2 separate regions of the Sus scrofa genome follow, and region 1 is linked to region 2. The links are chromatin contacts, called in public HiChIP or PLAC-seq maps. All regions are on one chromosome and are shown on one strand. Each heading gives the region's core, a stretch centred on a gene start, on an enhancer-like site or on the middle of the called end of the contact. The rest is flanking DNA. Distances are from core to core; before and after follow the strand shown.

Region 1 (3,244 bases), core at 210-2,709, 970 kb after region 2:
TGTGACTTGATCAAGTCTGGCCCTGCCTCATCCCCACACATGTGACCTCAGAGGCTTTCACTCATAATTCATGACTCACACACATATAACAATCCTGAGGGCCAGGGCACTACACCGGCCTACACTGCAGGGTCCAGAACCTGCCACCTTATCCAGAAACGGTGATGTGTGCCATTCCCCCAGGCTAACGCTCTAGGTCTGTAGCATTGCAGCGGCCAATGCAGAGAATCCCACATGGGCCCACTGAGAACTTCCTGTGTGCTAGGGACAGAACAAAAGTGTTGATAGGCATTATCTTAGCTTATTCTCCTGATGGCCAAATGAGGAAGGGTTTTTTTGTGCGTGTCTTTTTAGGACTGTACCCGCAGCATATGGAGGTTCCCAGGCTAGGGGTCCAATTGGAACTATAGCTGCCGGCCTACGCCACCGTCACAACACCACCACAGCTCACTGCAGCACTGGATCCTTAACCCACTGAGTGAGGCCCAGGGTCGAACCCACAACCTCATGGATACTAGTCAGGTTTGTTACCACAGAGCCACAATGGGAACTCCCGAAGATTTTGTTATATCCACTTTCTATGTGAGGAAATGGAAATCAAAGACCAGGTAGCTGGGAGTTCCTGATGTGGCTCAGCAGAAATGAATCTGACTAGGAACCATGAGGACGCAGGTTCAATCCCTGGCCTCACTCAGTGGGTTAAGGATCCAGCATTGCCGTGAACTGTGGTGTAGGTCAGACGTGGCCCAGACCTGGCGTTGCAGTGGGTGGCGTAGGCTGGTGGCTATGGACTTGATTCAATCTCTAGCCTGGGAACTTCTATATGCCGAGGGTGTGGCCCTAAAAGGACAAAAAAAAAGACCAAGTAACTGGTCTGAGGTCACACAGGTGGCAGAGCCAGGATTAGGGCCCAGATGTGTCTGACCCCAGATTCTAAGCTCAGAACCTCTGTGCTCTATAGCAGCCTCTGTCACATGGTCCCTCCGTGCTGAGTTACAGCACCGCATGGCCACTGGTGAAGACCAGGCAGCAGGACTCGAGGCAACTGGAACTTCCAGCCTCCTTGTCTAGCCTCACTCACCCATATGTTCAGCCAGCCAGCAGATGTCGGTCACTGCTGCGGGCCAGGTGCTGCGGCCAGAATAGACAGTACAGAGGTCCCCTCCTGGCACGAGGACTTTGAAGACAGACCAGGACATATTTTGGAGACTGCAGCACCTGTGTGTTCACTCTTCCCTCCAAGGATCATCTTTACCAGGAACTTTAGGGCTGGACATGGTGTTCGAGACCCCGGATCCTGCCAAGTCCAGAGCGTAAGACTGAGCTCCCAGGCTCAGTATTTATGCCAAGGGAACTTCCAACCGTGGCGTAATCCAACACCTTTCCTTCTCTCCTGTCTAGAGTTGCTTTTTGACTACACCCTGGCATGACTCACTAGTAGCAGTATTTCTGGAGCACTTACAGTTCAAGGGGAAGTATTTGGTGTTTCTTCTTACTGGCATAACCTGATGCAAAAGGGCTGGACAGCCCCAAACAAGTTCTGCTTCATGGACCCAAACACCCCGCCTCCCCAACACACACACACACACACACACACACACACTCCTCCAACAGTTAATGGTTTCTTCCTTCTCATGGGAAACCACTGGGATTTGACAGCTGTGAGTGACCCTGCATGAACCCTTCCGGAAGACTCTGCTTCTCGTAACCAGGGGACACGAAGTGGATGCAAGATTTCTATAATAATGGCTCTGTCTAAAAATTATCCTCACTTGTCCTTTAAATCTTCTTGTAGAGGAAGCCTCTCCACTGGGACTGCCTACGTCAAAAAGAGGAACACTCCACTTTGATCCCCAGGGGTAGTAGCCAAAGGAACTTGATAGTATTCAGAGGACTTGGCCAAGAGCTGCAGAGAAATGACTTCTGTCCTCACTCCCTAAGACCATGTAGGCCATTCCAGTCAGGGGTCCTAGAGCAACCCCATTTGGGGTAAAGAGCTGCAAAACAACACAGATCATATCTGAATGCTGCTCAGCAATGCTTTCCACAGAGAAGAAAAGTCAACAAAAATATCCCTTTCACTAGTCTCTAGCTCTTGATGTCCTAAAATAATCAACACATTCCTTAATTAAAAGAACGTAGGTCTGGCGTTCCCGACGTGGCTCAATGGTTAACAAATCTGACTAGGAACCATGAGGTTGCCGGTTCGATCCCTGGCCTCGCTCAGTGGGCTAAGGATCCCGCGTTGCTCTGGCTGTGGTGTAGGCTGGCAGCTACAGCTCCGATCGGACCCTTAGCCTGGAAACCTCCATATGCCAAGGGAGTGGCCCTAGAAAATACAAAAAAAATTTAAAAAGAATGTAGGTCTGGGAGTTCCCATTGTAGCTCAGCAAAAATAAATCTGACTAGTATTCTGGGGATGCAGGTTTGATCCCTGGCTTTGCTCAGTGGGTTGAGGATCTGGTGTTGCTGTGAGCTGTGGTGTAGATCAAAGATGCGGCTTGGATCTGGCGTTGCTATGGCTGTGGTATTGCCTAGGGTCCAATTCGACCCTAGCCTGAGAACCTCCATATGCCATCGGTGTGGTCCTAAAAAGACAAAATAAATAAAATAAAATAAAATAAAAGGAGGAGAACATGGACCCAGTGTTCCCCTTGTGGCTCAGCAGGTTAAGAACCTGACTACTATTCATGAGGATGCATGTTTGATCCCTGGCCTTGCTGAGTGGGTTAAAGCCACCCAGTGTGGCTGTGGCTGTGGCTGGCAGCTGCAGCTCCAATTTGACCCCTAGCCTGGGAATTTCCATATTCTGAGGGTGCAGCCCTAAAAAAAAAAAAAAAAAAGAAAGAATGTAGGTCAGCCTAGCCCATAGAAGGAACATTGCTGATGCTGGCAACACTCTTAACAGAGGCCTCTCAGGAAGGTAAACTCTTGGTCAAAAAGGCATTATGTTCTCTGTTGGGAAAATGGCAATTATGAATGCTGGAGGATGATAAGTGTTCAGTTTTATTCCTTTTGGTTTTCTATTACACTTGTTTATGGCAGGGCACTCCAAATGGTCTTTGTCCCTTCGGAATAGATATAATCCGCTCATCTTCTGCCTACTCGATGCTACCCACATACAATTGCAAACTCAAGACTTGCTTCCTCTAGGAAGTCTGCTCTAACTTCTATCTCAAGAATTTTCCCAGCCTTTGTAGGGTGCTCCCTGTAAATGTTGGTCATAAAGCATTAATAGCCTGAT
Region 2 (2,922 bases), core at 6-2,505:
CTCCATATGCTGAGGGAGCAGCCCAAGAAATGGCAAAAAAAAAAAAAAAAAAAAAAAAGACAGAAAATGTATTGCTCTGGATCATGTAGGATTTTATTTGCCTTGTTTATTGTTATTTTTCATTTTTTTCTTTAAACGGATGTGACCCAAAGAAGACAGCTAGCAAAATTAACTTTTCCCATTGAGTCTGGATAGGCACATAGGACCTCTATGCATGTTTACTGGCTTGAAATGAATAGAACAGTAGGAACAGTTTCAACATCCTAGAATGTTGAGACATATATTTCAGATAATAGTTCCTATTAATCAAACTGCCTATTGTACATTATGCTACTTGCTTACCATTTAATCCTTATAACCAACCGCAGATGAATGTTTTTGAGTTCATCATTTTACAGAGGGGATTCTGAGGCTTAGAGAGTTCAGGTCACTAGTCTAAGTCACATCCAGTAATTGGCCAAGCTAAGGGTCAAACCAAGATATGCCTGATTCTGCAGCCTATGTACTACTTTCCCATGAGGCTCTGCCTTTCTGCACTCCTGAGTAATCAGAACCAAGGTATTGGAGTTCGAGTCGTGGCACAGCGGAAACAAATCCAACTAGGAACCATGAAGTTGTGGGTTTGATCCCTGGCCTCACTCAGTGGGTTAAGGATCTGGCGTTGCCGTGAGCTCTGGTGTAGGTTACAGAAACAGCTCGGATCTGGTGATGCTGTGGCTGTGGAGTAGGCCAGCAGGCTACAGCTCTGATTAGATCCCTAGCCTGGGAACCTCCACATGCCATGGGTACAGCCCTCAAAAAGACAAAAGACAAAAGACCAAAAAAAAAAAAAAAAAAGAAAGAAAGAATCAAAATATTTTACCTGAGTTATATTAATCAGATTTCCTGTGGAATTATTAACTTATATGTCTGTATTCTCTGCGAATGTGTGAACTCCCAGGGTGGAGAGAGCTATCTAATTCAGCTTTTTTGTCCTTTTGCTTAGCATAATGACTAGTACCTAATAGTAATAGCACTTGTCGAATATTAGGTGTTAAATGTGCTTTATGTATATGGCCTTAATCCCCACAACTTTACAAGTAAGATACCATTATTATCTTCATTCTTTAGATGAAGAAATGGAGCCACAAAGAGATGACGTAATATGCCCAAAATGTCATAGAGGCTTTTAGTGCTCACTGTCCCTGGTCTCTTACCTTTCTAAGCATGTAGGAGAATCATTTTCCTACCTTGTTACAGTGAGATGGCCTTGTGGCTAGGAAAGGTCAATGAACTAAGAATAGAATTGATATGTGTCACTTCTGTGCTCTAGGGCACTTCTCTGCTAAAGCAGTGAATGGATGGTATGAGACCCTCCGGTGCTTAAACAGCTACAAGACACTAGAGCCTCCTTCACTCTGGATCTCTGAGTGAAGATGAGAGTACAGCTCCTTCTCCCTCACAATAGAAACGTAGTATGAGTGAGAAATAAACGCCGAAGATTTAAGTCACTGAGATTTTGGTTCTGACCTGTTAGCATTTGCTATAGACTGATGTTTAGCCCCCTACCTCCCCAACTCATATACTGAAATCTAATCCCTAATGTGATGGTACTGGAAGATAGGGCCTTTAGGAAGTGATAGGCAAAGCCCTCTTGAAGAGGATCAGTGCCCTTATACAAAATACCCAAGGGAGTTCCCATCGTGGCGCAGCAGAGATGTATTTGACTAGCATCCATGAGAGTCGGGTTCTGCGTTGCTGTGGCTGTGGCGTAGGCCCAAAGTCTGGGAAATTCCATATGCATCTGGTGTGGCCCTAAAAAGCTACACACACACACACACACACACACACACACACACACACACACACACACACGAGACCCAGGTAAGCTCCCTCACCCTTTCTGCCATGTGAGGACGCAGCAAGATGATAGCTGTTTATGAACCTGGGAACAGGCTCCTATCTGACACTGAATCTGCCAGGACCTTGATCTTGGACTTCTCAGTCTCCAGAATTATGAGAGACAAGTATTTGTTTATAAACCACCCAGTCTATGGTATTTTTGTTATAGCAGCCCAAACAGACTCAAACATCATAGCAAACCTAACTTATCTCGACTAATACACAGAATCAGAACTCTACTTGGTGATGGAGTGGAAATTTAGATCCAGGCAGTCTGGCTCTGAAGCCCATGCCTTGAATCACTATTCTATAAGTGATCAATCAACATTTATTAACTGAGCGAATGCCTAAATTATAAGAGGTCTTCGTTATTCACTTGCACTTAGTGATCATGATCCAGCTTTGGTGGGAGTTGAATGTTTTCCTATTTCTAAGAATATCATCTCATTTTCATCCTGAAACATTGGACACTCTTGATATTTATATCAAGATGAATATATCTAATCACCACAATGTTCATCTTGACCTCATCTTTTGAAAGTATTTAGCTAAATTACAGCTTTCAGATCTCATTAAAATTGAAATGTTTGGTGGTTTTGATTCAGTCTTTTTTTTTTTTTTTTTTGGCTGCACCCATGGCATATAAAAGTTCCCAGTATAGAGATCAAACCTGCCCCGCAGCAGCAACTCGAGCCACTGCAGTGACAACACCAGATTCTTAACATGCTGGGCTATGAGGGAACTCTGATTTAATCATTTTTGACTCTGTGTATTTAAAATAGCAGTATAACTATCAATGGAATGAAACTTTAATCACATTGGAACTTTCAATAACTAAGAAAAGGCACAGTCAATTTGTTAGTAAAAGACAGTTCTCCACAGAAGATTCCCATAGGTGCTTATAAATTTATTTATTTGTTCATTCATTCATTCATTTTTTGGCCACCTCATGGCATATGGAAGTTCCCAGGCCAGGGATCAGATCTGAGCCGCAGTTGTGACCCATGCTGCAGCTCTGGTAACACTGGATCCTTTAACCCA

Evidence for each region. HiChIP or PLAC-seq counts read pairs in DNA pulled down with a chosen protein or histone mark.
Region 1: a contact with region 2 is called in an H3K27ac HiChIP or PLAC-seq map of skeletal muscle, with 6 times the contacts expected there. The contact joins two enhancer-like sites. A contact is called at or near these places in 1 of 5 promoter capture datasets (fetal skeletal muscle) and 1 of 2 datasets of contacts at active chromatin or transcription factors (skeletal muscle).

What each region holds. Positions count from the first base shown.
Region 1 is chr2:48,564,237-48,567,480 of Sscrofa11.1, forward strand. No RefSeq gene overlaps it. Among named protein-coding and RNA genes, the nearest start is that of ZBED5, 58 kb to the right of the region's middle. Within about 2 kb of position 1,460, at least 18 of the 83 cell types and tissues checked have an H3K27ac peak or open chromatin away from gene starts, as enhancers often do. A contact at or near this core is called in skeletal muscle, where this site is marked.
Region 2 is chr2:47,597,391-47,600,312 of Sscrofa11.1, forward strand. No RefSeq gene overlaps it. Among named protein-coding and RNA genes, the nearest start is that of USP47, 15 kb to the left of the region's middle. Within about 2 kb of position 1,256, at least 1 of the 83 cell types and tissues checked has an H3K27ac peak or open chromatin away from gene starts, as enhancers often do. A contact at or near this core is called in skeletal muscle, where this site is marked.